5 separate regions of the Mus musculus genome follow, and regions 2, 3, 4 and 5 are each linked to region 1. A link is a contact called in public promoter capture Hi-C data. All regions are on one chromosome and are shown on one strand. Each heading gives the region's core, a stretch centred on a gene start, on an enhancer-like site or on the middle of the called end of the contact. The rest is flanking DNA. Distances are from core to core; before and after follow the strand shown.

What was found. Promoter capture Hi-C pulls out the DNA fragments that hold promoters and counts their contacts.
Region 2: a promoter capture Hi-C map of trophoblast stem cells shows a contact between it and region 1, with 4 times the contacts expected there. The contact joins the enhancer-like site here to the promoter of Ss18l1 in region 1. A contact is called at or near these places in 6 of 39 promoter capture datasets (the 3T3-L1 cell line, 3T3-L1-derived adipocytes, cranial neural crest and 2 more), 1 of 484 Hi-C or Micro-C datasets (embryonic fibroblasts), 5 of 115 datasets of contacts at active chromatin or transcription factors (astrocytes, bone marrow-derived dendritic cells, embryonic forebrain and 2 more) and 1 of 9 other capture datasets (adipose tissue).
Region 3: a contact with region 1 is called in a promoter capture Hi-C map of cranial neural crest. The contact joins the enhancer-like site here to the promoter of Ss18l1 in region 1. A contact is called at or near these places in 5 of 39 promoter capture datasets (the 3T3-L1 cell line, 3T3-L1-derived adipocytes, cranial neural crest and 1 more), 3 of 484 Hi-C or Micro-C datasets (the 3T3-L1 cell line, cortical neurons and palatal mesenchyme) and 2 of 115 datasets of contacts at active chromatin or transcription factors (embryonic forebrain and embryonic hindbrain).
Region 4: a contact with region 1 is called in a promoter capture Hi-C map of pre-B cells, with 5 times the contacts expected there. The contact joins the promoter of Dnajc5 here to the promoter of Ss18l1 in region 1.
Region 5: a contact with region 1 is called in a promoter capture Hi-C map of pre-B cells, with 4 times the contacts expected there. The contact joins the promoter of Rtel1 here to the promoter of Ss18l1 in region 1. A contact is called at or near these places in 2 of 39 promoter capture datasets (pre-B cells and second pharyngeal arch cranial neural crest).

The regions. Positions count from the first base shown.
Region 1 is chr2:180,040,215-180,046,061 of GRCm38.p6, reverse strand. It overlaps Ss18l1 (SS18, nBAF chromatin remodeling complex subunit like 1), which reads right to left and starts at 3,579. Exons shown (of 11, transcript NM_178750.5): 1 at 3,194-3,579. The coding sequence starts at 3,262. It overlaps Psma7 (proteasome subunit alpha 7), which reads left to right and starts at 3,598. Exons shown (of 7, transcript NM_011969.2): 1 at 3,598-3,784. The coding sequence starts at 3,689.
Region 2 is chr2:178,418,611-178,424,457 of GRCm38.p6, reverse strand. Fam217b (family with sequence similarity 217, member B) reads right to left here. Exons shown (of 4, transcript NM_001081289.1): 4 at 2,281-4,187. The coding sequence ends at 3,050. Among named protein-coding and RNA genes, the nearest start is that of Fam217b, 7.0 kb to the right of the region's middle. Within about 2 kb of position 2,712, at least 18 of the 459 cell types and tissues checked have an H3K27ac peak or open chromatin away from gene starts, as enhancers often do.
Region 3 is chr2:178,491,752-178,497,598 of GRCm38.p6, reverse strand. Gm35582 (a long non-coding RNA gene) reads left to right here. Exons shown (of 3, transcript XR_375415.4): 3 at 1-388. Among named protein-coding and RNA genes, the nearest start is that of Gm35582, 7.4 kb to the left of the region's middle. Within about 2 kb of position 3,283, at least 23 of the 459 cell types and tissues checked have an H3K27ac peak or open chromatin away from gene starts, as enhancers often do.
Region 4 is chr2:181,517,040-181,522,886 of GRCm38.p6, reverse strand. It overlaps Dnajc5 (DnaJ heat shock protein family (Hsp40) member C5), which reads right to left and starts at 2,402. Exons shown (of 5, transcript NM_016775.3): 1 at 2,190-2,402. Tpd52l2 (tumor protein D52-like 2) reads right to left here. Exons shown (of 9, transcript NM_001373959.1): 9 at 4,925-5,847.
Region 5 is chr2:181,317,182-181,323,028 of GRCm38.p6, reverse strand. It overlaps Rtel1 (regulator of telomere elongation helicase 1), which reads right to left and starts at 3,305. Exons shown (of 34, transcript NM_001001882.3): 1 at 3,173-3,305; 2 at 1,972-2,223; 3 at 519-717; 4 at 135-228. The coding sequence starts at 2,073.

The DNA.
Region 1 (5,847 bases), core at 2,330-4,829:
GCTACCCAAGAGCCATTACTCTTCCACTTTAATAGGGGACTCAGACTCAGCTCCACACATCATTCACCGTTATGGGGACAGCTCTAATGTTCCAAGCAGCCAAAGTGCCTTATTAATAGGATTGACTTTAGAAGCCTGGACGCTGGGTGTTGGTGGTGCACGCCTTTAGTCCCAGCACTTGGGAGGCAGAGGCAGGCAGGATTTCTGAGTTCGAGGCCAGCCTGGTCTACAGAGTGAGTTAGTTCCAGGACAGCCAGAGCTATACAGAGAAACCCTGTCTCCAAAAACCAAAAAAAAAAAAAACCAAAAAAAAAAAAACCAAAAAACAAAACACCTAACCCCCACCCCCAAAAAAGCCTGGAGACTGGAACCCCAGTCAAAGGAGAAGGACGTGACTCCATAATCCTCTGACCTCCACCTGTACACTGTGGCACATGTACCCATGCATGTAAATAATAATAATAATCAGCAATAGAGATATGTAACTTTTATTGTGTAATTGTTACATGAAACAGCAGGGGGCGTCCAGTGGGCCTTCTAATAGGCATGCAGCCACCCAAATCACTGCACTATACCCTGGCTGGTTGCACCAGGAGCGCACAGTGCTGGACATTGGGATACTATAGCCCTCAGCTAGTGGAGAGAAAGACAGAGTTAGAGTTGGTCCTTGGCCAGTGGTGTCTCTGAGGGCTCTAGCCAGCTGTAGTTCCACTTCAGGATCCCAGGCACACACATTGTCCACACAAAAGCACAGTTCTGACTACATCCTCGTTAGGTGCCAGTGCTCTGTCACAAGGTCACTTGCTCCAGGTCAGGGCAGCTCTCCAGACTCCCACTCTGGGTCACCACTCCCTCCCTGCAGGCCACATCTAGAACGATTCAAAGCTTGCTCAAATTTCCTGACCTCATACTCTTACTTCTATGGAAAGCCCCAAACTTGGAAAGAAGGCTATCTGCAAACCAATGTTTGTTACCTTATAAGAATGGTATGCTTCTGAGAAGAGTCAGAAAAACAGGCGAGGAGATCCCAGAAGAGGAAAACAGAGATCTCATCGCAGACCAAAGGACACCAAAGGCTGTGGGAGCCACCAGAAGCTGGGAAGGTATGAGGTAGCCTCCCCCAGAACTTCGTGAGAGAAGGAAGGCAGCCAGCCACTCTTCACACCTTGACAGAGTGAGTGAATGAAAACTGTTGTCTAATGTCACCTGGGTTGTGGCCAGTCAGGGAAGTTATGGGACACGAATACATTCGCCTAGGCAGAACCTGTGCTATGGATTTTATAGTTTATAGGGTGTACCATGCAAGACTACGGACCAGCAAAGGCCACTTCATTACATGCTAACTCATATGCCACCAGCAATACCTCCAAGTACTACAATGGCCTTGTGACTGTCGAGACAAGATTGAGGAGAGGACATTGCGGGCTGTGACGGTTGAGTAGGATCCGTCCTCCAAGAACGCGCTGTTATTTCCTTTGCTTTCACCACCCACTGGCCTTCTCCTTCTCTGGAACTCCTAGCTCTCCCCAGTGGTCTCATCATGGGCTGGTTAGCACACACACACACATCTTGAGCTGCCTTTGAACTTATCATGTAGCTCAGGCTGTTCTCAGACCGTCTTGCCACATATGCTGCAGAATGTAACTGCAGTGGCGCATCATCAGGCCAGGTCAGAGTGCACGGTTTAAGTACATGACACATCCCCCCTCAGGCCTTCTCAGACTCCCCAGTAAAGGATTCACAGAGACAGGAAGTGAATTGCCAGCCCTACCAGGTTAAGGACCTTGACAGGCTAAACTTAAGACCCACTTCCAAAGATGCACAGGCTGAATTTCTGCCCTGAGCTGAGGTCAGCCAACATCTCCTCTTTGTGATCTGATGTTTGGCGTAGTCCTCCAATACACCTTTGCCTGGAGAAACTGAGGATCTTTGATGAGCACGTTTGACTACTGACTAAAAATGTTGAAGCCAAAAGTGGCACTGGAAAGAGTGACTGTTAAGATCCAGCAGCCAGAGTGCCTGGGCACTGTCTGGACTGCCAATGTGTGGAGTACTCCACCCTCCACCAACCAAGGCTCCTAGTTCATGGCCACACAGACAGCAGCCTGTGGAGCCACACGGAAGGGCTACTATTAGCTTTACCACGTAGCCTCTGTAGCCTCCTTCACTAAGTCACTTCTGCAAAAAGTTAAATGTGGCAAGATCTATAAAACCTGCATTTCTGCTTTCCTCCAATAATCTCCCCTGCTAACTAGGACTTGCCAACAGTGATAACCATTATGTTCCTAAGGAGGATAGCAAGGGTGATCTGGGAAACAGGCGACAAGCGAAGAAAATCCCCACAAGCCTCTGAGGGAGTAGAGAGGCCAATTTCCTTTGGGAACTAACTGGCTCAAAAGAATTCAAGAATTCTGTAAAAGGAACCAGAATTAGGAAAAGCCATCGCGTAAGAAAGATGCCTGGAACCGCGAAGGCAAACAGTAAGAAGCTAAAGTGTCCAAGCCAAAACTTAAAGCTTCCTTTTGTTAAAGACGTCCACACACCCACGCAAACGCCTTCTCTGAGAAACTGGCCCAAACTAAAGGATGAAACTGAGAGACTGCAGGACAAACCTGCGGTGTCTGAAGCCAGGGTGCAGAAGGCGAGGCTCGCGGATACCCAGTGGCCCGAGCGGGGGCGGGGCTGCGCTAGCCTCAAGTCCGCCGCGTGCAGCAAGCTCTGGACAGCGGTGCGGGCTCTGGAAATGGCACGCACACTTTGGATGCGTTCCTTTGTGCAGGGCACCGCAGTACCTCACAAGAGCGGCCAGCTCGCCGCAGCGGCGCGCCTCCAGGCTGCCTGCTCCCCCTTCTCCACTCGCCAAGCATCGCGCAAAGGCGCGCGACCGTCGCTACCACGGCTGTCAGCAGAGCGCGACAAGCCCCCGCCCCGGCTGGAGGGGCCGCGGGCCCTGGCGTCTCGCTCTGTTGCGTCTGCTGCCTGGGGCGCTCTGGGAGAAGAACGCGCAACGCGCTCCGGGGTCCCCACCCCCTGCGGCCGCCGGGCCCCCGCTGCCAGTGCCTCCAGCAAAGTTGGCGCAGGCTTTCCTGGGGGCGCGGGGAGCCGCCGTCAGGGCTCCGTGCGGCGGGCTGTGCCCCGGCTTTGTTCGTGCCCCGCGCCCACCCGCACTCTGTACCCCCTCGGCCATGCCCACCTTCTGGATGGTCTGCTGAGTGACCTCCCCTTTGCCTCTCGGCCGCGCCGACGCGAAGGCCACGGACATGGTGGTGGCGCGGACTCAGCCCGTGATCATTGGGGTTTATTCTCCGGCTGCGCCCCGCGGCCCGAGGTGCCCATTCTCCGCAGAGCGGGGGCGGGGACACGGGGGGCGCGGTGCCGTGGGCTCGCCCGCCTGCCTGTCGCCAATGCGCGCTCGAGTCCCCCGCGTCCCCACGCCTTACGCGACTGCCTCCCAGGTCAGGATACCGCGCGGAGGCCCCCTGCACCCGGCCTGCGCTCTTCGTCCAGCCGGTAGCCGGTACACCGCCCCCTGTGCTGAGCTTCGGTGGTTCCGCCCGCCCTGCCCCGCCCCGCCGTGCCGCACGTCCCCCTGACGCCAGACGCCAGCAGCGTGGCCCGGGAGGGCGGGGCGCTGACGGTGAGTGTGCGCTTTTGAGCGGCGGCGGCCCGAGCTAGTGCGTCCGCAGTGATGAGCTACGACCGCGCCATCACCGTCTTCTCGCCCGACGGCCACCTCTTCCAAGTGGAGTACGCGCAGGAGGCGGTCAAAAAGGGCTCCACCGCGGTGAGCCGGCCCGGGGCCTGAGCGACGGGGTGCAAAAGGAAGCGGGGCACGCAGACCTGGGCGCGGGGGCCGCGCTATCTGCTGGCGGCGGGTGGACCAGGAGGTGACGGGAGCTGAATGGTGACGACGTAGGAAGGGCACCAGGTCGCGGGGACCGCGCCGCGCTTCCCGGAGAGCCGGGCGATTTTTTCTGGCTTCCCCACTGCGGAGCATCTAGGCGAGCGCATCCCCGGGGCTGGGCCGGGGCCATCTTGGTGCTGTGCGCGCGGCGCGGACGGCGGAGGCCGCAGGTGCGCGCGGGCGGCGGGAGGCTGGCTGTAGCCGGCGCCGGCGGGGACTTGGGGATCTGCGAGCTAGGCCCAGGTGGGCGTTGTGAACAAAGGGCGATTCGTCGGCCCTGCGATGGTGACAGGCTGCTTCCGGGTCCGCATGCGCCACCGACGCCGTGTTCTGGTTCCGGTGGGCCCTTCTCACCGCGCCCCAGTTTTGTTCAGTCCTTAGCACTGTTTGGAAAAGGACTCCCCACACCTGTAAGCGCCAGCAGTGAGACAGTTTTAGTTTTGGTTTTTGTTTTTCCCGAGTCACCGGATCTTCCGGAACACACGTGGTTCCGAGTCTTGAAACGCTTACATTTCCCAGGTATTTTATCTCCTTGAAACTAAAACCCCAAAGCTTTTGGTGACCCAATCCACCCAAGAACTCTGGAATGACAGGGCTTGGAAGTGCAGGCCTGTATAATCCTGGCATTTAGAAGGTTGAGGCTCGAAAAATCTCACAAGTACAAAGCCAGCCTGGGCTTCTAAATCTAGAGACCCTAAAGACTTCTAAAACTATAAAGACTCTTTGTGGTTGTGTGTGTGCATTATTAATTTATTATTTTAAAAGTTATTTTTATGTGCGTTTGGCCGTTTGTCTATATGTATATATCTGTGTGAGAGTGTCAGATTCCCTGGAACTAGAGTTGCCATATGGGTGCTGGGAATTGAACCTGGGGTCCTGTGGAAGAGCAGCCGCTGAGCCATCACTCCAAACCCAAGAGATACAGCTAGTGAGAAACCGTCTAACAAAAGAAAAACCTGTGAGGCCAGTGAGGTGGCTCCCTGCACTGCACCTGGTGACATGCCTGGAATCCCAGTCTGGGAGGCAGAGGCAGGAGGATACACTGGGCTTGCTGATCAGTAAGTGTAGCAGAATCTGTGAGCTTCAGGTTCAGTGTGAGACCCTATCTCAAAAAACAAGTTGGAGGGCTGGAGAGATGATTTGGCAGTTGAAGGGTGCAGATCTGTTCTTGAAGAGTACTGAATTTAGTTTCCAGCACCCAGATTCTAAGGATCAAAACTGCCTTACACTTAAGCTCCAAGGGCTCCAGCACCTCTGGCCTCCATGGGCAGCTGTACTCAGAGGCACAGACACAACATACTTAAAAGTAAAACTGCTTTTGACGTTGGAGAAGGGTTGAGGAAGACACCAGTGTATAGACCTCTGGGCTCCACGCATTCAGTAGGAATGTTCTAGAATCTGGGGTGCCTGTCTCCAGTGCTCCCAACTGGCAGCTGCCTGCTGCATCCAGCTAGCTTTGGATCCTGTAGGTCACAGGAATCAACACAGAAGGAACGTGTGAAATCACTCCAGGCCCTTGGTGAGCCTTGTGGGAGGTTCCTGGTATCTGGAGGTCTGGGCCCGGGAATCCTGTTCCACATCAGAGGGAGCTGGCAAGGGGCGGTGCCCTCTACCCAACCACCCTTTCCGGGATTGCTACATTTGTTTCTGTTCCTCTCTTGATTGAAGGGTTAAGTGAGGTTTCCTGGGTTTATTGTGGGGTTTTGTTGTTGTTTTAACAAAATTTCAATCGCTGGATTTTACCAATGAAGACTCAGGAACCAGATACTGGAGTGAAAGCCTACTGGCTCCTAGAGGCAGAGAAGAGCCCAGCTGACCTTCCTCAGTCAGTGTCCCACCAGGAATCCTGCCCCTTCTCATGCTGACTCAAAAAACCTTCAAACTGAATGTCCCTCCTTTCTGCTTCCTTTGTCTCTATCCATCCTCATGATTTCTTCTTACTC
Region 2 (5,847 bases), core at 1,463-3,962, 1.6 Mb after region 1:
AACGAGAGAAATCACATCAAACCAGAAAGTTCCAGGTAACGTTTGTTTAATTTGTCTCCAGGAAGGAACAGTCCAAGTTCACAAAAGCTTACGTGACTTGTTTTTCTACGTATAAAACCAAACACACAGCAGTACAACAGCAAATGAACATGCTGAATGTGTTTATAGGTCACTTTACTACAGCCGTCTACACGTACACAAATAAAACAATAAATACTGCTGTTACCTCGAACACAGTACCTCCAGGAGTGCCTATTTCTACTTGTTTAAGGAAATGAACGGAAAGAAAGATAAAGAAGGTATAAGCCACCTAAGAAGTTATCCTTAGGTCTTCTAGAACATAAGCCCAACAGCTCACAGGTTCAGGGGCCTTCCTTTTGCGTGAAGACCATGGCGTCTGTCTTCTCCTCCAAAGGGCTGTGACAGGCCACATACTCTATGACCTTCAAGTTGGTTACAAACCTTCAGCCCCTTTGAGATTTGGAAAATGACCAAAGCCATCAGTGAATACTTAGAACCTTTTGTGATTTTTTTTTTCTCCACTCATTGATGTTATTAAGTCTGAAATACTGTTTTCCTTATATTTCTCCTGGGTTTGACTGGTTTAAACGGGAGGGCCTTTTAACCATCCCTGAGTGAGAAGAACTTCCCAGAAGGGCACCCTCTGTCACTGAGGCTGGATACTCTGGTTTGGCCTTGAACTTATTGAGTTTACAGTTCAGTGCCCAATGTTGTCTACTTGCCTACGTGGGGTATGTTTTTAGGGATCGTGGAAAAGGCTGTGCTCAAATAACTACACTCAACGTGACTGTAACAAACTGTGCTGCTCAATAGCACCCAGATCCAATAACACTGCTCAACTCGGACAATCAACCTGGGCAAAGAGGTAAACAAAGTCGTGCTTTGGGCTTCTAGGGCTGTCTAAACACAGAACATGAATTCTAGTCCCTAGATCAGGAACCAAGTTCGGTTAAGTGTGCTGGGAACGAATGCATGAGTCACTGTCTTTGCATTCCTTAGTTGTGACAGTTTTAGCTCAGACTCACATCCAGCAAGGGAAAAGGAATTTCACCCTTGCCTGTCAGGGTCTAAAGGACCCACACAGGTGTGTAACAGAAAAGAAACCCTGTCAGTGCTGCTCTAGTGAGCATGCTACTCTAGTGAGCACTAGAGCTGGTATTACGTGTATATGATGTCATGCTTACATTTACTGGCCCTGAAGCTTCCAAAGGATCCGCATAAAAACCTAGAGAAAGAATAAGGGAAGTTCCAGTCATGCTGCAAATAGTCTGTGCTCCAAGGAGAAGGGAAGTGGACCCAGGGCCTCCCTCAGGTGGGAAGAGGGAGCAGGGTGGTATCGTTCTCCCAACACAAGGTGCATACTCCGGCAAATGTGGACATTGCATCTGTGGACTGCCTTCAACATAAACGGATTTTGGTCACATGAAAAGGCACAAGACCTGCATTTAATAAATAACAGGTTTTCTCTGGGGGGACAGTGCAAAAAGAATATGAAAATAAAGTCCTAAAGAAAAAGGGCTGAAAAAAAATTCACGTGTTGTTCAGCGCGATAATTGGACATTTAACCTTAGCAGCTGGTTTTAACTAAACTCATCTCAGTCACAGACACCAGGGGCCCTGTGGAAGCCATTGTTATTTCCAACTGCAACATGTAACCTTTGTTCTTTGTCTCAAAGGTGAAAAAACAAAAAACAAACAAACAAAAAAAACCCAAAAAACACTAGAATCACCATGCCTAGAACAAAGGATGAAGCTACTAACTACAGTCCTTAATAAACAACCACTGTCTGTGAAGCAGCAACCAAGGAAGGTCTGCACACTGAAGAAAACACCCCAGGCAGAGAGGTCTGGGATGCAGCTGAGGAATCCCCCCCCCCCCCGCCCCCACCACCCCCACCCCCCACCATGGGAGGAGAGGAAGCCACAGCCAGATAAGAACACTCAGGATAGTATCCAGTCTTTCTTTCTCTGTCTCCCTCTCTCTCTCAGTCTCTCCCTCCCTCCCTATGTGTGTTTGTGTGAAATATGTGTGCCTGTCTGCACCCCCCAACCCCCCAAGCAAATGTGTCTCTGCTCCTTCCCCTGGCCCCAGGCGTAATTAGAAAAACCTGTTCTTACAAACAGACATAGACCTTTAGTTTTGACCCAGAACAAGAGGATATGTATGGTCCCTAGTCAGCAACTCAACGACTTATATTTGAGTAATCCTACAAATTGCTCATGGATATCCCAAAGTCTAATGTGCCAAGGCATTCTTTTTTTTTTTTTTTTTTTTTTGCTCCCATCAGACAGCAGCAACAAAGGTTGGGCCGGTCATCTTTCTGTCTGGAAAAATCCACAAATGATGTTGACTTCAGTTAAGAGAACTCAGAACTGGGCTAGAGCACTACCCCTGGTCTTAAAATGCCTTTTAAAATGCATCAGATAGGCGATCCGGCTGCCTTTGCCTCTGGCAAGGAACTGCTTCAGATAAATGACCCTCAAAATAGAATTGCATGAGCTCCCTAACTGGAGTGGGAGCTGGGGGGGGGGGCGGGAAATGGGGTGACAGATGAGAGAAGGACAGCAGACAGAAACTCTGCTTGAGGGGTTTATGCAAAAGCAAAAGGCGGTGAGCCAGCAGGGCCTCTCTTCCTCCACACACTAGGGTTTCTCCCTTAAAGCAGCTCACACTGTCTTCCACACTTCAGAGACAGGGACAGACACTGGAGCTGGGCTGTGCTGGCTGCCTGGCACTGTTGCTTGAATCCCTTGTATCACGGACACATGGGTAAATTTTTACCTATAGGGCCCTCGAACGCTTAAGACTGTCTATACAAAGTCTGTCTATAAGACTTTATAAGTCTGTCTGTAAGACTGCCTATACAAAGAACAGCTTACTAAGCCTTACCGAGACCTCGGAAAATAACTTTTGAGGCAAGCTGGAGTAACCGAGAGCCAGCTTGAGTTAGTTCAAGCTCATCACCACACTGGAGACAGCCCCCATTGTTACACATCTGCAGGTCTTTACAATTCTTTACCTCAGGGGTCACTTTAACTTATATGTGCTTTGCTTGGCTCCATTTGTTTTGAGTTTTTTCTCACTGGATGAAGGGGCATAGCCACAGGTATTTGCACTTCCCTTTTTCTTCAGGTCCACGTGCGCCTGTGTCCTGGAGGCCCTATGGGAATCCACTGGGTCCAGAAGCACTGCAGACTGCCTGGGGATTCGGATGTTGCCGTTGGCTTCCATTGCAGGGTTGCCCTCGGCGCAGGGTGGAGCACGGGGCTGAAGCTTAGGGCCCTTACTTGATTTCTTCTTCTTCTCCATTCTCAGTTCCGGGGCTTGCTTCTGGGAACACAGCCTGGGTCGGCCAGGCCCATCCACAGAGTTAGGCAAAGTCTCAAATGCATAGTAGGATGGGTGGGCTTCTTCGTGGCGAAAACCTTTCTTTCGAGAAGGGCCTGACTTTGAAATCCCTTCTGGGGATGGTAAGGGTTTGGACAGGGCACTGGTAAGGAGCTTACCCCGTCCAGGGCTTTTCAGCACCCCAGAGGCACCAGGGGGCTTGGCCTTGGCGGCTCGGGCCTTCTCACACTGCACAGTCTGGACTTGCAGCCATTCTAGTTGAAGAAGTCTGTCTATGTACTTCCCAAGGAATCCCGTGGCCCGAGGCAGGGCCTCACTCCTGCACTCTGAGTTCATGACAACAGCCATATCCCGGAGGTCCCAGGAGTTAAAAGGAGGTGGAAGAAAGTCAGGGTAGGTTTGTCTGGACTCTGCCTGGCTCAGCTCTGGGTGAAGACTGAAGGAAACCGGGTCTATCTCTTCGGCTCTGAGGTTGAGCTCTGGAGGCGTGAATGGAGAAGGGGGGATGGCCACTCTTTCTGAGTCTGACAGGTCACTGGCACTGTCCTCATCAGCACCCTTCATGATCTCCATGGAGTGGAAGTCAAGGAACAGCTTGCTTCCAGAGGCAGCCTGATACCTGGAGCTGAGCGCAGCCTGCTCCTGTATTCCTTCCGTGGGAACGGTTTCCATGAGTTTCTCTGCTGCTGGCTGGGAGATCCCAAGGAGGCTGCTCCTCAGCTGGGAGGAGACGTGGGGTCCTTGTGATCCACTCTGCCTTTTCCCCGAAGTAGTCTTTGAATGCTGTACTTGATTCCAAGATGAGCCAGCATTTATACTGCGATAAAAAAGTAAAACCAGAGTCTAGTCATTGGCTAGAGAAAGAAGAGCCCCTGCTAACACTTCCATCATTATGACTGTGAGCCCTCCAGGTGCTTTCTAGACCTGGTTAGCACAACAGTTTCTCCTCTGTGCTCTAGTCACAGCCAGTAGAGAATGACTACCCCAAATGTGGATACATATATACCATTTAATGGCAAGGATGAACATCTAAAAACTTAACCATTTCTTCAATGTGTTTTTTAAATATAATTTTAGAGCAATTGTGTATACCTTAAAAAAATATTGCTTTTAAAATCTGCCCTAAGACTCTCCGTTTGTTCTATTAGTATTTGAAAATACTCAGAAATGCAGCTGGGAATGGAAGCACATACCTTTAATTGCAACACTTAGGAGGCAGAGACAGGCAGATCTCTGTGAATTCAAAGCCAGCCAGGGATACCTTGTCTCAAATAAATAAATCAATAAATAACTCTTGGGAAATATTCAGACATAAACCCCTCAGGTCCCCTTTCATAGACATAATTTAGGGGAATTGTAGATACAATGTCAACTCAAAGTTTTGCAGGCTGTGCTGTGGGTCAGTGATGGTTTATCTGCCTTGCATGTGCAAAGCCCCAGGTTTAAAATCTGCTACCTAAAAAATCTGGCCGGTTTTTCACTGACTTTTTAAAATGTGTTGGTATGCGCATGTTTTAATGTGTGGGTATACAAACACGTTTAACATAGATGTATGCGCATCTTAACGTGTGGGTATACGTATGTTTTAATGTGTGCATACGTGCATGTTTTTGCTTGTAGGTTAAGTTCAGTGTGCGCACATACATGTGAAGCTCAAAGCTGATGTCATAAATCATTCCTGATCAATCTTCCACCTAATCACTGAGGCAGAGTCTCTCAGTCAAACCCAGAGCTTATCCATAGGGGTAGTCTTTCTTTGAAATTTACTTTTATTCTTTTAAATTATGTGTGTAGCCGGTGGATGCTTATACACATGAGACCACAGGAGACGGAGGAGGCCAAAGGCATGAGATCCTTTTAGAGCTGGACTTAAGGAGAATTGTGAGCCACCTAATGTGGGTGCTGGGAACCAAACTTGGGTCCCCTGCAAGAGCAGAAGGCACTCCTAAGCACTGAACCATGTCTCCAGCTAGATATGGCTGTCTTGCCAGCCAGCTTGTTCTGGGGTTCTTGTTTCTACCTTCCAAGGCTGGAATCGCATGTGAATTGACACAATAACCTGTCTTTATGTGAGTTTCTGGGGAACTCTGGTCCTCATCCTTGCCCAGCAAGCACTTACAGCACTAAACCAGTCCCAGGCCAGATTTCACTGTTTAACCACCAACTGGAAGAGACTCTGAACCAACCAAACTTCAGCATGTGAGGTTTTCACTGTTCGTTATGACCTATGCCAGGAGTCAAAAGTCTATTACTACCTTTTCACACAGGAACCAGTCAGGAAAAGCTGTGTTTAAAAAGACTAGAAAGGGAGACGAGACGCACTGCCAGGTAAAAGCACCTGCCCCACTAACAACCCAGGTTTGATCCCTTCGACTCACAGAGTGGAAGGAGAGAACTGGCTCATTCAAGCTATTTTCTAAGCACACGTACACTGTGGCATGCATGCACATGCACACAAAATAAATAAAATGTAAAAA
Region 3 (5,847 bases), core at 2,034-4,533, 1.5 Mb after region 1:
GGGAAGTTTCTGTTTCATTAGATGCAACGGGCCAAATTGGCTTGTCCCCAAAGAAGCCATGGGAAAGTTTGTTGATCTGAGCTATACTACTTCCATTAGGCATCATTGCAGGGGGGTGGGGGTGGAGGGGCTCAAGCAGCATAGACCAACAGTGATCTTCAGTGGTACTGCCAGGCTTGGAGTCTAGCCTTCCATCCTGAGGGCAATGGGAAGGGATACAGCCATGAAACTCACACTTGCCCTGGTCTCTAGCACAGCAGGTGTGAACTGCCCTGGAACAAGTTTTGATGCCCTTGGAAGCATCAGGATAGTGCCTGTACATTAAAACTAAATGAACATCACCCATCTGAAGACGGTTTGCAATAAAAATCATTTTTATAGCCATCAAGAGTTTGCCCTGGTGCTACCCTCCCACATCCCCTGCCCCAACGCTCCATTTGAAGTCTGACCACCTGGAATTATTAGTTAAGGGCACTGTAGCAAGGGAAAGATGGATGGTGTAAGCAGATCCTGCTATCAGTGTTCAAAACCCCGTGCTAGCCCCATGACACTCAGCACAAGTTCCTTAATCATGGCTGAGTGAAGGTTACCAAGCCTGAATTATTAGTTAACAGCGTCTCTGCCCTGTAATGATTTCTCAGAGTAAATGGAACGTGAACACGGCTCCTGAATCTCTGAAGCTATTGTGTGTGTGTGTGTGTGTGTGTGTGTGTGTGTCTGTGTGTGTGTGTGTGTATGTGTGTGTGTGTGTGTGTGTTATTTTGACTTTCTCTCCTATGGTGGAAACAAATAAAAAACAGGTTGCCTTGACCCCAGATCTCTGTGCAGTTGAGGGTCTGAGGTTGGGTGATGGCTGAGCTGGTAAAATATTTGTACAAGATGACTTGTGTTCAACCACTGGCACTCACATGAAAGGCCAGGCATGGTGGTGTACATCTGGAGTCCCAGCACTGGGGAGAGAGAAGCAGGAGGATTCCTGATGCTCATGAGCTACCATAGCCTAGTCAGTGATGGCTGGGAGCCTAGTGAGAGACCCTGTGTCACAGAATAAGGAATGATGCCCAATGTCAGCTTTTGAAATGTACATACATCCACACATGAACAGGCTTCTGTTCACATCTATACATACATGTGCATTCCCTAAAGAATACAGGGTCCTACGTCATAGTGGAGTCTCCAATCAGCTCACCTGTGTTGAAGAGCTCCCTCAAACAAAGCTTGTCTTCATCTCAGAGAGGCTTCTGTGACGATGACGATCACCTTCAGGAGAGAAGCATGCCTTTCAGTGGCTGTCACTGTATCACCTGTCACCAGGGCACTGTCCCCAAATAGCAGCCAAGTCAACACCTCTCTATACCAAGAGACTAGTTCTGCCACTTCCTCAGTTCATTCACTTGAGAGTAAATGGCGTTAAGCCCTGGTTGCTTACTTTGCGTAGGCCAAGGCAACTACTTACAGAAGGAAGTGTTTATGTTGTGCAGTGGGAAATATGGAATTTTGGTTTCTTAAAAAAAAAGAAAACAGAGACCTATTATAAGAATGTGTTTTCATTTTAATCACAGATGTGGGATATGGGGGGCTGCTTCATAACAGCAGCTGGCTATGATTTGCCTCATGCTCTGGAGGGGGTGTGATTTTGGCAGCTGCAGATAGTTTCTGCAATTGCCTGATATTTGGAATCTGGGAATCTTTCAGAAGGAATATAAATGTTGGTGGTTGGAAGTGGTTGTTCTCAGTTGCTGTTGGTCACAGTTTATTAAGTAGTCCTGCAAAAAAAGAAGAAACAACAACAAGAAGAAATTGGATATCTGACAGTGAAGATCAAAGTTGCCCCAAGGAACTGGACGCACCTAATCAGCAGGAAGTAGTGTAATGATAATGTCGACCCCATTTCGACCCCTGACCTAATTTAAGGATCTCTTTCTTCTCTACCCTTTTTTCTATCTTATCTGGTGTTAAAAGGTTGAAAGGGTGGAAGAAAGAACCCACAAAGTAGCAAAAGACAGCCATAGTTTGAAGGTTACAGTGTCAGAGAATGAATTTATGACCACATGGCAGAAGTGTGGTGTCAGGCAGACAGGCATGATTCTGGAACAATTGTCAAGAGCCACAAACATGAAGCCAAGAGAGACTGAGACTGGGGGATGGCTCCAGTCTTTTTAAACCTCAAAGCCCATTCCTGGGGATACATCTCCTCTAACAAGTCACACCTCTTAGATCTTCCCAAACAACTTTACCGACCAGGGACCAAGTTTTCAAATATACAAGTCTACTGGGTGCCATTCTCATCTAAACCACCACAGCTCCAAAGGGGGAGAATGAACCCTCATTATCAGTCATCTCACGGGGCCTGGTCTCATGAATGCAAGGTCAGGGGAAGCAACAGGGCTGTGGCTCCCATAGCCTGTGACCTGGCCCTGACCCTGTTTTCTGCACTGCCCATCCTTATGCCTGAAGCTTTCCCTGTTAGGAAGTCAGGCCTTCCCGACACACGGCCCTGTGGCAGGGCTCTTCTCTAGCATGAGTGGCATAGTGGGAGATCAACTTCAACATAGGAAGACATGCTGGCACACGTGCAAAAAGCCAACATGGTACTGTTTGATCATAACCCCAGCACTTGGTGGGGTAGAGACAGGAGAATCCATGGACTCAGTGGGCTGCAAGTCTGGTCTACTTGGAAGCTCCAAGCCTGAGAGAGGGCTTGTATCAGAAAAATAAAGAGAATGATCTCTGAGAAATGCTACCTGAGATTAACCTCTGGCCTACACACACACACACTCTCTCTCTCTCTCTCTCTCTCTCTCTCTCTCTCTCTCTCTCTCTCTCACTTCTCACTTTACTGATGGCTCCCCTCTAATCAAACTGAAGCATCTCTACAGCACCAACCTCTGACCAGTGAGTGATGTGTTCTGAGATCTCATTTTGTGGGAAACCAGATAGATGCCTTGTCAGGGCAGCAGCCAGGTGTCCACAGCTTTAGGGAGACTCTTCCCTGGCACTCTTGGGTTCCCCAGATGTCACCTGTGACATAACAGTCATCTGGAAGAACATGCCCTTGGTTTGGTTTCAGAAGACAGAGGTAAGCAGCACGCAGCTCAGGCAAGTGCATCAGAGACCCCAGCCAGCTCCACCGCACCCACCGCACCTGAGCCAGTTCAGGTTCAGGCGTCCTGCCCAACCAGGCCCCGAATGCCACCAGCTCTGCGGACACCACTCTGGATAGCAGTTTCCTGTGTGAGATCTCCAGGCCCAGCTCAGGTATTTTTAGCCACTGTCAGCCAGGCCTCAGCCGCAAGGCTCAGCACAGACGTCAGGCAAGAACAGGGCCAGAACATTCCTGTACTCTGCTCCCTCCTCTGGGCTTCGCCTGTTCCCACGGCTAATTTAAAACTTTCCTGGCTAACCCTGTGACCCTTCGCCTCATGACCTTTCCCCCAGAGCACAGGATCCTCCCAAGGAGGATCCTAGCCTTACAGCTGCTGATACTTCCAGCACTGGTCTGCCGTGTAGCGGGGCTGGGACACAGGCTGCCTCCACTCAGACACTGCTGGTTTATAGGCCTGCAGAGCAGGTCACACACAGCCTGGAAGGCAACTGTACCCAGAGAAGCCTCTCTGTCCCGGATGCCCAGCCTGCTGCTGTCCTGGGCTCTTCTGTATTGTTGGCTTGTATTCCCTCTAGCTCCATAGATTCCTTCTCTAATCTGTGTGTATATAGGTTATACCTTAAGGGATTCCGCTCCTGCTCTTCACCCTCAGAGCATGGCAAAGCCAGTGAGGTCTTGAAATCAGAAAAGCCGTGATTACTCAGAAAAGACCCTCAGGACACTGAGCCCTTCCTCTAACATTCTCTGCTGCAGAAGAAGTCCCTCCCTAAGGAGGCTTAGTAATAGGAAGGATGTCTGAAAAAGTCATAAGGAGTCATACTATTAATTATTTATCAAATATGCTATCATACGCATAATTGTGTGAATAAATATACATATATAACTTAAATGAGATTTTCGTATCTGAGCTGGCAAGCCTCCCTCAGAGAGTCAAAGGCTACCCAACACTAAAACTTTCAGCTGAGGGAGAGGGGCTTTTCCCTCAGCAGTGTGTAGCCACCTACAGCAGTCCACACTCCTGTAAGTAAACCCTTATTTGTTCTTGTAAGTTACATCACTAAGTCACCCACTCCCCAAGCCATGCTCTGATGGAATCTGCTCTTTGGTCTGCCATCTGTGCCCTGTCTGGGCTGAGTAGAGCTTTGTTTATGTCTCCCTTCTCAGGTGAAGTTATCAAATGTGTAGTCACAAATGTCACACACTAGTTACCTCTAACGGTTACACGTTTGGGCTACATTTCAAGTACAGGGTCCGAGGAAATGGCTCAGTGTGCAAAGCATTTGCTTCCTAAGCATGGACCCTGAGTTGGATCCCTAGCATCCAAATAAAATCCAGGCACAGCATGCTTATCTACAATGCCAGAACCGTCTCGGGTGGCAGGGGTGGGCAGCAAAGGGGACAGGCAGATCCCTCTGCTCAATGGCTACCTGGGGCAGCCGAAACTGCGACACTCAGGTTCAGTGAGAAACTCTGTCTCAAAAGACAGTAAGGTGAAGGGAGGTTGTGGAAGACACTCAGGACTCACTTGTGACCCCTCACACACGTGCACTCAGCTGTACATGACCATAGAACACATGGCATTCATACAACACACACATAGGTACAAAATAAGACTTATGTATTATGTGTGTGGATGATTTGCCTGGACAGATGGATGAATGTGCATTGTGTGTGTCTGTGTGTGTGTGTATGTGGTGTTAGAGAGAGAGAGAGAGAGAGAGAGAGAGACCAGGCTGGCCTCAAACTCCTGGAGACCCACCTATCTCCACCTCTCAAGTGCTGAATTAGAGGAATGTACCACCACTCCTGGAGATATATATATATATATATATATACCAATTTAAAGCCCCAGCTCCCAAAGCTGACACTATAAACCTATAAGCACTTACCCAGGCACGCTCCCTATACTGTTGGTCTGTAGAACACAAGGAAACACGCATGATGGCCACATTCATGATCACTCGTCGTCATTGATCTGAGATCAACTCTGACAAGCAAACACAAGAGTAGACTCTATCTTTGGTGGTGAGGTGGTCCCACCCAGCCACCCTGGAAATAAGACAGTGACCAAGGGGCCTCCTTATTTTTACCAGTGTCACAGGAAACACAGGAGTCCAAAGAGGGCATCCTAACCCACTGCTGTCAGAGAGGCGAGCATTTTCAGGGTTGTGAGGCCCTGTGAGGCCCTGTCTGTAATAGCCACAAGTACTAACTTAACTAGTCGGACTCAACAGCACTGACTTCTCTCCTCATAGCAGGCAGACCTTCGAGTTTGTCCATTTAATTACAGTGTCTGGATTGTCCTGGATGGGGCTTACCTGCTTGTCTTCTGATGAACTCAGTGTTAGCCTTCATTAAGGCTGTTGGACAAAGACAATCTATGCCATCAATACCATCAGGCCCAATAGAGAGCACAGCTCCTAAAGTCTTGATTGACAAATACAGTGGCAGACTGGTATTTTCAAAATGAGGATAAAAAGCTGGAGGGAAAAAAAAACAAACAAAAACAAAACAACAATCAAAAAAAAAAACAAAACAAAACCAGAAACAGAAAACAAAAGCAAGAGGTCTGGAGCCAGGGTGGTGAGAACAGCATGGCCCTGTCCATACTGGCTCTGTGCCTGTCTCTGTAGTCTTCTCCTGGCCAGCCGCACCTCTCAGCTTGAAGCCCGCTATCCTACAGCTGCTCCTGTGCTGGCAGCCTCACCTGGAGTCCTATGTCCAGGCTTTCACCCCTGTGC
Region 4 (5,847 bases), core at 1,153-3,652, 1.5 Mb before region 1:
TAAAAAAATACAGAGAAATCTAGCTATTCTTCTAAACCTAGATGGGAATGAGGCAAAGGCATTACAAAGAACTATAGTGTCATTCAGTCACAAAGAAGTCTCTACTGGGTTGTCATAGCACTAGATAATGAGCTTCCAGCTAAGGGCACCAGCAACTGCTAGATCTTACGCTGGGTGTGGTAGTAAAAGTCTATGATTCTAGCCCTTTGCCAGGCTGAAGCAGGAGCAACACAACTTGCAAGTTAGCTTGAACTATAGCAAGATCCTGTTCACAAAAACAACTTCTCCACAATGACTAAAGAATCGGAAGACTTCATATCACCTTCACCTCAAGTCCTGAGACAAGTAACCAAAGACAAAATTTCTAAGAGCCTTTTTACTGAACCAGTAGCATATCTTTTAAAAGCTTTTAGCTCTGAAAAATCACAAATCGAAAGTTACAGAGCTGGCTGATAATCGTATCGCACCCCTGTAGGCCCAGTACTTGGAAGGCAGAGGCAGGTGGATCTCTGAGTTCAAGGCCATGGTGCACACTGTCCATAGAGCAAGTATCAGGGCAAGCCAGAGAGAAACCTAGTCTTGAAAAACCAATCCTCCTCCTGCCCCACCCCCCAAAAGTTGTAAAGTGATTTTACAGGAAAGTATAAGCCCTTTCTCTTAACTGACTGCCCCCCTCCCACCCCCAAAGGGCAGGGGAAAGTTGGTGGCTCTGTCCTTGAGGATACAGAAGCCTGGTGATTCTTAAGCGCTCACTACTCACTAATTGGCTTCCTGGTGAAAGGGTAATAGCCTAGCTGCTACTAAACTCATTTCCATTCATTCCGTAAGTATTTACTGGGCACATACTATCTGACTATCCTAAACAAAACAAAACCTTAACTAAAAAACAATGTTAAATATGTTAACACAGTAAACGAAGAGTCAAGTGCTGTATACAATTAAGCAAGGAGGGGAAAAGTAAAGCAGAGAGTCTAACATTCGACAGTAGACTAGTTACAGCAGTACACAGTGGAATAACAGAGGAGTAGAAACGAAGGATATCTCACATAACAGGAACATGAGAGTGGTCATGAAAAAAATGTCAAGGGTTGAGCACTTAAATTGGTTAAGAGACTAGCAAGGAGGCTGCTGGGGCAAAGAGATTGTGCGGCACGGTGCTTAAAGAATCCAAGGGCAGGTACCCTGTTCCCAAACCCGAACGAATTTAGAGGCTCCACTGGCTCCACACTTGCGGTCCACACACACAGGGCCAGCCTAAGTATGAAAATACTGATACAGGTAACAGATTCGTAACACATATTAAGTTAGAAACTGCGGAAAGTCCTGGCTTTTAATGTCACCTAACAGATCACGCTTTCCTTAAAGAAAGCAAATAAATGAACAAAATTATCCTACGATTAGAGTTTTGTCTTTAGGCAACCACGACAATATATGGGACAATATAATTCTTTGTGTTATTAAGTAGCGTTTTGATGTTTAAACAGACAAACCACTAGCAATTGAGACACACTGCCTATAAAGGATGAATGATCAGCTGAGCGTCCAACAAACGGCGACCCAATTTCCCCAAAGTCCAATCTGAAAACAAATTAAAGCTACCTTTTGCATTATTTTTCCGAAGATGCACTTAATGAATTCGGAGAAATCATCTCCTAGACACAAGGAAAAACAAGTCTTTAATCCAGCCATATAACACAAGTTGGAGCCTAAACGAATGAGTCCCTAATTCTCTCCCCAAAGAGCACGACACAAAATCGCCTCTTAAAATGTCGTCCCTAGGTATATAAACTAGGGGTTTTTTTATACATCAAATGCCTTTGAAATTTACAACTATAAGGCAATTTCTGCGTCCCAGAATGTGAACAAGCCTCGGAGCCTTTACTGCCCGCCTCCCTACACACCAGTTTCTGCGTTCCGGGAGCCGCGGAGGCGGCCGCGCGTGCGAACCGGAGTTGGCCCGGAAAGCCTCGTCTCCGCGCCGCCCCGCCGTGCGCAAGGTCGAGCAGGGCCTAGTGGTGCCCAGGGCCGGGCTCGCCGCCGCTGCTGAGGGTCGCCGCCATTTCCGCTGCGGGCAGCTTTCACCTCCTGCTGCGGCGCCCTCGCCCCACTTCCCCTCCCCTTTGCCCGGCTCCGGCAGCTTGAACCCCGCGGCCCCACCTAATTTGAGAGCCACTGGAGAGTGAGCTCACCTGTCGGCACGCCCGCCGGTCCACCGGTTCCGCGGCTCCGCTTTCCGTCCCGGGGCAGTGGTGGGCAGCCGGCCGGCCTACTGCTCGGCCTGAGGATCCCGGGCGGCGACAGCCGTAGCAGCGGCAGAGGACGGCGGAAGCAACACTGGCGGCAGCAAGAACGCGCACGCTCACTCACTGGCACGCGCGCCCCCGGAAAAAGACGTGTGTTCTGGCAGGTCAGAGCTGGCTGCGCAAGCGCCTAGAACCCAACACTGAGGCCCCGCCCATAGTCGGAGCCAATGTGGCAGCGCCGCACGAAAGCTCCGGAGCTCCGGTAGAACTCGGTCCCCGAAAGGTTGCGCCCCAGTTGACGATCACCGGGAAGGGTTAAGGTGGTGGGCGGAGCCTGCAGCTACTAAGCCGGAAGCTACAGCCCGGGAGCAGAGGCAAGGCCTAGGCTTGCGGGTTCGCCTCTGGAAGGCAGGCAAGTGGCACTCCGCGAGTAAAACTGCTCTTCTTCCAGTTGTTTGCTCAGTGCTTCATATAAGCCTCAAAAAATTTATTACTACTTACCAAAAAACTAGAGAGGGAGACCTTCATTTTCGTCTCAAGGTACTGCCTTGGGACTGACATTTTCGTTCATCCCTGGAGACCACCCAGAAAAGACTTTCCTGCCTTTCTTCCCAGTCACTGAAAAATCAACCGCCATTATTTAGCGATCCTTTAGGAATCGTCTGCAATGATATGCGTGGACGGTTAAGGACTTTTCTTCCCACTCTGTCTCATACAATCCTTGTTCACTCTGTTCACTTACTAAGTAATAAACCTAGTGACCCTTGCCTACTTACGCTGTAACAAACAATTTCAAGTGCTGTGCTTTTTTATTCCAGAGCTACCAATCTTCCTGGCCAGTGTTCCTACAGCTTTACTTTCATTCTTGCCTGCCCACCATTTTTTCTTATAATCTTTTTGGATTATAATTACATCATTTTTCCCCTGCCTCTCTCCAAACCTCTCATATTCACACACACACACACACACACACACTCACCCTTTCAAATTCATAGCCTCTTCTTTGTTGTGATATAGCTCCTAAATATATAAATACAGCCTATTCAGTCTGTATGTTAAGTAGGTATATGTTTTCAAGGCTGATCATTTGCTATGGGAAAACCAATTTCTATGTTCTTCCCTAAAACTGATTATTTCTCCAGCTCTCAGAATTCCTTAGTTAGCTAGGATTGAGGCCCTGTGCGCTTTCTCCCTTACACCATGCTTAGCTGATGTTGTCCTTGCTCAGGTCAGTTAGGCAGCCATGTTGGTTATGTTACTTCACGGATGTAGCTTCTCTGACATTTTAAGGAGATAAATCTTAGAGCGAACTGTCTGGTCCTCTGGTTGTTGCAGCTTTTCCTCCCCTTCTTCCACAATGATCTCTGAGCCTTAAGTTCAGGACTTGTGGTGGAGTTCTATCTGTGGGGACTGGGCTCCACCAATCTGCATTCTGATCAGTTTCAATTTCTGTAATGATCTCTATCTGGAGAAGATGTTTTCCTTGATGAAGAGTGAGAACTACACTTAACCTATAGGTGTAGGGATGAGTATTTAGGATGTAATTAGGGACTATGCTGGTTTAGCAACGTGATCCATGACTTCACTAGCCCCAGATAGTCGCCTAGGTTTCCAGGATCAGGCGTGATTTCTCTCTTATTGAGCAGGCATAAAGTCCAATTAAACAGCTGTTGGTTAACCAACAAGATATATGTGCCACTATTGCTGTCTGTCTTCAAGTCAGCTTTCAAAAACAAAGCAGATAATACTTAAGGCCTCCCATAACGCATTAAATAAATTCCAATCTTTTCTAACAGTGTCTTCTCCCTTCATCTTATACCTTTTTGCACGCTGGCTGAATTTGAATTGGCACATGTTCTAGGCCCAGATTGTCAGCAGATAGCTCAAGAAACTTAGTAAGTTGTGCAACATCAAGCAAGTAGCCAAAAACAAACAAACAAACAAACAAAACAAGAAACCCAATAAGCAGAAAGGCCAGGTTATCTATTGACTGAAGAAGGAAAGCTAGCTATAGAGATGCATGCCTGTCATCCTAGCAGAGACAGAAGGTTCTGAATCTAAGGTAAGAGCTATATAATGACATATAGCTATATAATGACCTTTGAGAGTGAGAACATGAGCAAACGATTCCACAGTTGGAAGAGATAATGGAATTGACCTGGAACCAACTGAAGACAGAAGCTATGAAGCTGTGTTGGGAATTTGCAAAGATGAATCAGACCTTAAATGATTACCTCCATATCTAGGATACTTTTTAGTCTCCAAATACATAAGTTTTATGCATTGAGATGTCTATAGTAATGCCATTTATAATAATGAAAATGGCCAAGGGGTGGCAGCAGACAGTTTATTCTCAGCACTTGGGAGGCAGAGGCAGGTAGATCTCTGTGAGTTCAAGGCCAGCCTGGTCTACAGAGCAAGTTCCAGGACAGCCAGGGGTACACAGAGAAACCACGTGTCAACAAAATAAACAAAAAAGGAGAAAGAGAAAACTTATAAGTAAATATGGAAAACTGCCCAACTGTACAAATAAGCACATTCAAATGAAATATAGTCATTAAACTACACACAATAACTATAGGCAAAGAATGGCTACAACACACACACACAATGCTTGTGACAGTTCTTCACAGTAAACTCCAAAAGCATGTTTAAAAAAAAAAACCTTACAAATGTTCACAAATTAGCAAGCTTGTTTATTTGTTTATTTATAACCTAACTGTAACCTTGATTTATAGACAGGGTTTTTTTGTGTAGCCCTTGCTATCTTTGAACTCTCTTCATAGACCAGGCTGGCCTCACACTCACAGACACCTACCTGCCTCTGCCTCCTAAGTGCTGAAGGTGTATATGCCACTATGCCAATCTAGTATGTCAACCTTTAAGAGACTGTATGACAGGAATTCTGGCAGCAGTTACATATTTGAGGGGGTTTTCAGGTTTTGCCTTTGATGCTAAGCTTTATTTTGTCCCTTTATATCAATTAGGCAGATTCCACCATCCTCAGTCGGAGTCTTCCCTAGTACAAACCCTCCAACATGCCCTGGTTCTACCCATTCTCAGCTTGCTCCAGTCTACAGTACTCTCTGAGGCCTTCATCACCTCATGTGATGAGAACCAGAGTTGTGAGGAGGAACACATCTTTTAAGGAGTACAGTCGAGGCCTGGGTCCATGAACACAGTCATGTACCCACAAAGCCCAGTAGGCAACCTCTCATCCACAGAGCATGTTATAGTATTTGCTTAATGACTGGAGCATAGTGAATTGTCTTCCAATATCATCTAGTGCAAATATTGACTTTCTAGCCCAGATGTAGTTGTTGCCCTGTGGTCGAGGCTTGCCCAGTGCGAGGGTCACTCCCCATCCCACCCATACCACTTAGCCCTTTTAATCTGGCCCACAACTCCAACTTACCCTGTTCGATAAGCACTTAAGGGTCTTCAATTACTCATTATTTCACATGGCCCCTCATCTGCAGAATAAGAGCATACCTCCTAAGGATTGTTGTACCATGGGGTAACAGTCTTCTCTCAGTGGGACTTAAGATGCTGGTCTTCCTTAATGCCCTCTTCTGCCAGGTGAGCTCCTGGCATAGCTTCATAG
Region 5 (5,847 bases), core at 2,056-4,555, 1.3 Mb before region 1:
GCTTTCTCACAGTAGTCAAAGCCAACCAGTCTTCACCCCCCACATATAGACATATACACTCAGCTGGTGCTGGTCTAGCTCCAAACCAAGGTCACTATCCAGATACTCTTCAAGTAATGAATATGCCGACATACCGGTAGGCGGTATTCCGAAGCTCACGGATGACCTGAGTTAGCTGGGAGTGCGTTCTAGAAGCATAGATGATCTTTGGGATATCTGTGTAGCACTCTGCACAAGCATAAGGAAAGGCAGCAACTGTGAGGCATATTCTCAGGTGTATTTGTACATGCAGCAGCACTGAGCTAATTCAGTCCTGTAGACATCTACAAACCTGACTCTGACCCCAGGTATATACCCAAAATGGTGAGGAATATAGATGATACAAAATTCTACTTAAATTCTGCTCCAAGAACAGAGGAAGCCTGGATGAACTGGCCCTGTCACAGGCTCTTTCCCTTCGCTCCCATCCGCACAAGAGGCCAGGAGAGATGGGGTGAGGGTGGGGAGAGAGGAGTCACCTATTGAGTCTCCGCTGGCGGCAGCAGCACTCCCCCAGGATGACAAGGTCCGACTGGCAAAGAGTTCCCCTTGAACTCTCTCAGCAATCTTTAGGGAAGAAACTGCATCTCGGAGATGTTGTTGCCAGGCCAAGGTGGAACAGAGGAGGCACAGCGTCTTCCCAGTGCCTGTGGGGCTCTCCAGGATGCCATTCACTTTCTAATTGGTGTCAGGCACAATAAAGGGAAAAGCAGGGGGTGTGGAGAGAAGTCAGATGACTCTGAGATGCACAGCTCACACCCAGAGGACACAAATTAGTTCATGACATTTTCCACTAAAAGCTGTAAGTTAAGATGTCCTCATTAGCAAACTATAGTGGTACACAGAGGCAAACAGATATCTGTGAGTTTGAGGCCAGGCTGGTCTACATAGTAAGTTGTAGAACAGCCAGGGCTAAGTAAAGAAACCATCTCAGAAAAACAAAAACCGCCCTCATTAGCAAAATAATTTCAGAGCATTTCTCCAAATATGACAGAAAATTTCAGCCTAATATAGTCAGATGACTAATCAGGTGCTAAGTCTCAAAATAGGAAACTGCTCTACAATTCTGGATATAGGCATTCACCATATTTGAACAGAATTTGATGTCTTCTGTCCCAGATATCAGATAGAAGCCTGAAGAAGACATTTGAGGAAAAAGTGATTCAAATACAAAAAGGCAACCTCAAGAAACTCAGTAGAAAGCTAAAAACTCCACACCCCTAAGATTTAAAGACTTTTTCCAGGGTTCAAACACAAAAGTCAGCCACAGTAATACATGCCTTTAGCCCTAGCATGCTGAAGGCAGAGACAGACAGATCTCTGTGAGTTGAAGCTAGCCTGGCTTATCCAGAACACCTAGGCTAAAAGTTAGATCCTGTCTCAAAAATAAAATAAATAAATCAAAGTCTCATTTTAAAACTTTCCAAGGGCTGGAGAGATGGCTCAGCGGTTAAGAGCACCGACTGCTCTTATGAAGGTCGTGAATTCAAATCCCAGCAACCACATGGTGGCCCACAACTGTCCATAACAAGATCTGATGCCCTCTTCTGGAGTGTCTGAAGACAGCTACAGTGTACTTACATACAATCAATAAATAAATCTAAAAAGAAAAAAAAAACTTTCCAAAACATTTTCCCCAAACGGTGAAAGCTGGGTATTCCTGCTCCTCTGCATAGAAATGTGCCTCCTAAGCCCATTCCTTATCAAATAGACCCAGCACAAACACCACCTACTCAGAAAGGACAGCAATACATTCTCAAAGTTATCCCTCTCTATAACTATCTCTTTTGTTCACTTGTTATAGTCTCCAACCAAAGAATGCAGACAAACCCAGTCTGGAATGGATGAGGGTAGGGCTACAGTAGGGGTTTGCTGAAGGTATGCCCTCATTGCCCCCTCTCTAAATTACTGTCTTGAGCTTTGTAGCTTTACCTTCTGGAGACATTCTAGCACCTTGGTCATATATTCCTGTTGGCATGGGTAGGGCTGGAAAGGAAAATCCACTGTCACACCATTCAGGACTACCCTGGGCATATCAGCCTATACTGAGGAAGACACGGTGGTAGGCCAAGATGCAGGCTGTCTGGGTCTGTGAGACAAACCCCTCTGATCATCTCAGTGTTTCAGCCACTCCAGGTAAGTGTTGGCAGCATGTGGCATCAGGTTTCCCTCTGTAAGAATTCCCTACAACACAGATAAGAAGAAATCAGCCTTTGTAGCCACAGACCATTACACCAATCATTTTAGGAAGCTGTCCTTGTAGGGTCAGAAAATCTGTTATTTCCCTATCAAAAGGTGCTTAGAGCCTATCATGGTGGCACACGCCTTTAATCTCAGCTCTCAGGAGGCAGAGGCAGGGGTATCTCTTAAGTTCGAAGCCAGCATGTCCAGGGAGTTCCAGGACAGCCAGGGCTATGTAGACCCTGTCTCAAAAAATAAAAAGGAGCTTAGAGATCTAAAGATGATCCCCTGGCTCACCCAATTCCATCCTAGACTGAAAAGCAAAGCAAAGCAAAAACCCAATGTAGTTATCAAAACAAGCACATTTTCAGCACTCTACCTGCAACTCTTCAAAAAGTCTGTGACTAAGAACCTAGGAGCATCCCCTTGTGGCCTGGACCTGAACACAAAAGCGTGGAATGTCTCCAACCTTTGATGCTCTTAAGATTGGGGTCATGCATCATTCGGTCCAGGTGTGCACCCGAATGCAAATAAAGTAGTAAAACAGGCAGGGCGTGGTGCTCCAGCCTTAGTTCCCAGCACTCAGGAGGAAAAAACAGATGGATCTCTGAGTTCGAGACCAGCATGGTCTGCAGAGCGAGTTCCAGGACAGCCAGGAATACACAGTGACATCCTGACACGCAAAACCAAAACCAACCAAACAAAGGTAGCAAAACAGAATCATGATCTGTTCAGCCCTCCGCAAGTCACTAAACTTCTCCAGACCTCCAAGTCTACTGACAGGCGAAAATCTATCCGCCGTCTTGGAACTAGCCCAGGGAGGCGCCTCTAGCTAGACACTGGCAGCAAGAGCCCGGGACCCAGAATGCACCGCGGCACTTCAGAACTAGCGAGTGCGTGATCTATGACCTCTATCCACTCAGATAAAACTGTCAAGCGACTCCCAGCTCACTTGTCTCGGTAGGGCTGCCTTTCAAAGTCCGGTATCAAACAACTGTAAAGACACGGATCCCGCGTGCTCCGCAGTCCGCTGATTGGAACTTCGCGGGCAGATCCGTGTAGCCACGCCTAAATGCTACACTTCCGTTTCCTCCCTTCCGGTCCGCTACTTTGCACCCGGGCGGAAACCGGGTTCCGCGACTTCTGAGTCAGCAGGTTCCCTCGCCTCTGGACGCCAGGGGGCTGGGGGCTGGGGGGTGGGGCTTCGTGCAGTGGACCTGGCCTCATCTCTGTATTCTATCCAAAGCACTTAATATCGTCTAGAGTCTCGCTTGTCTCCCACTCTTTTTGCTTGTTTGTTTCGAAACAGGTTTTCTCTCTGTAGCCTTGATTGCCCTAGAGCTCACTCTGTAGACCAGGTTGACCTGCCTCTTCCAAGTGCTGGGATGAAAGGCGTGCACGCCCGGACACTCATCCCCACTTTTGCATTATAAGCTCCATCTTCTGGAATCTACTAGTTCATTTGGCCAGGCCACTTACATTGTCCGCACAACTAAACAAATCTAAAGCTTTCTTGTGGTTACTGACCTCAAGTCACAAAAGGCATCTTTTCACAGCTGGAGTATATAAAATCCAAATGGCTGCATCTTACCTAGACCCCCACCCCACATTAAGAGTTCTCACTGCCTCCTCTCTCACCCAGGGTCCAGCTTATTTTCCAATCAGTGTCTGCTAGCTGTCAGGTGAGTTCCTCTAAATCTCTAGCACCTAGCACTAGCTGACAGTCAACAAGGAGCTCCAGGGAAGAGAGAGCTGCAAAGTCCTTCAGGGCGGTGCTGACATCAGAGGTGTTTGTTTATTTCAGGCAATCCCAATAGGTATTAGAAAGAAATTGACATTTCAGTGGCTGGCTCTCCACTACTAATAGATACTTGTTTCAGAGCTTCTCTTTAATACCCAGGTAGTTTCCCACAGAAATGCCCATACTTGTGCATGTGAGATCATACTTACAGAACACCCTGACAAACCTATAGATTTCCTTCAGACCCTCATCTCTTATTGGGAATTTGAAGATGAAGGAGGCCACACACACTGGGATGGCACCAATTCCAGGCAAAACTTTCTGGGCTACTAGTGAAGCTGAGACATGAGCTGATTCATCTGCTGCTTGGGTTCACATCAAGACAAGTCTAGTTCACAGCACATAGGTAGTTGCTTTGAGGCAGCATGCCCAGCTTATAATGAAACTATCCTGGAAGGAATGAATATATTCTAAGAGATGCATATGATCTTCCTTTTGACTATCAGGCCATTTAAACAATGGACCCCCCAGAAATTGGAATTCCCCAGGAAAGGAAGGAAAAGAGTGAGGGGTACCAGACAGAGAAGGGACTCTTCTTAGGGAAGAAGATTTTATGCAGTTATGACAACTTGTCAGACCACTGTGGCAAAGAGACTGAAGCTAGAGATGATGGTTAGGACCCAAGGCTGCATAGTAATGTACACATCATCCAAATAAACCTAAGGATCAGAGCTGTAAGGATCATTTGGGAGATAATTGGACTTCACTGTTCCTCTGCCCAGTGTTGCCATATTGAAAAAAAAAAATCCTAGCTGGGCGGTGGTGGCACACGCCTTTGATCCCAGCACTTGGGAGGCAGAGGCAGGAGAATATCTGAGTTGGAGGCCAGCCTGGTCTACAAAGTGAGTTCCAGGACAGCCAGGACTATACAGAGAAACCCTGTCTCGAAAAAAACCAAAACAAAACAAAAAAATCCTTTTCTATTTTCACTATTACATTGTCTACTTTTTTTTTCCTCTGTGAATAAAACACTATCTCAATTATAGGGTAGATGTAAACCAACCACACATAAGATTGTGATAAGTATAAAGAAGAGAAATTATATTAAAGGGTTCCCCTGACTAGAGGCCAGGAAAGACTTCCATGAAGACTGTTGTGGGAATATTTTGGGAAAAGCTATGTTGCGCTTAGCTATAGGACTTAGTCATAGCAAATCTTCTAGAAAGTAAGGAACTAAAACAGGCTAATAAGAACTGAGTAAAGAGACATTAATCTAAGGACTCCCGCTATGTTCAAGAGTATATTAATGGCCGGGCGTGGTGGCATACGCCTTTAATCCCAGCACTCAGGAGGTAGAGGCAGGTGGATTTCTGAGTTCGAGGCCAGCCTGGTCTACAAAGTGAGTTCCAGGACATCCAGGGCTACACAGAGAAACCCTGTCTCGAAAAGACAAAAAAAAAAAAAGTATATTAATGTCTACCTTGAGGTCTGGGAGGTTGGGAATGACTGGGTCTTCCTGTATCTGTCTCTAGGAGCCTCCTCATTGCCAGCAGCTGCCGAGTACCAGGATTCTGCTTCACCTTTCTTGTCCTCTTCTCTCTGATGTCTTCCCAGCCCCAGCATATGACACAAGTTTTACAGGGACTTGCTGAATGACTGAGTATCCTTCTGAGGTGCCAGACTTCTCCTGCACAGTCCAGAGTGAATTCAGATCAGTAAAGAATTCTAATCTGTAATCTCTCCGCAAAACAGCTGCTCATGAACTTTCTTTAGTTGAATTTGGTAAAAACTCAAGGCCTGCTCCCAAACATGGCACCATTCTGAGGCAAACATTTAATATGCCTATTGTACCTTTAGTATTTGTTCTTACTGAGTGCCCAGCACTG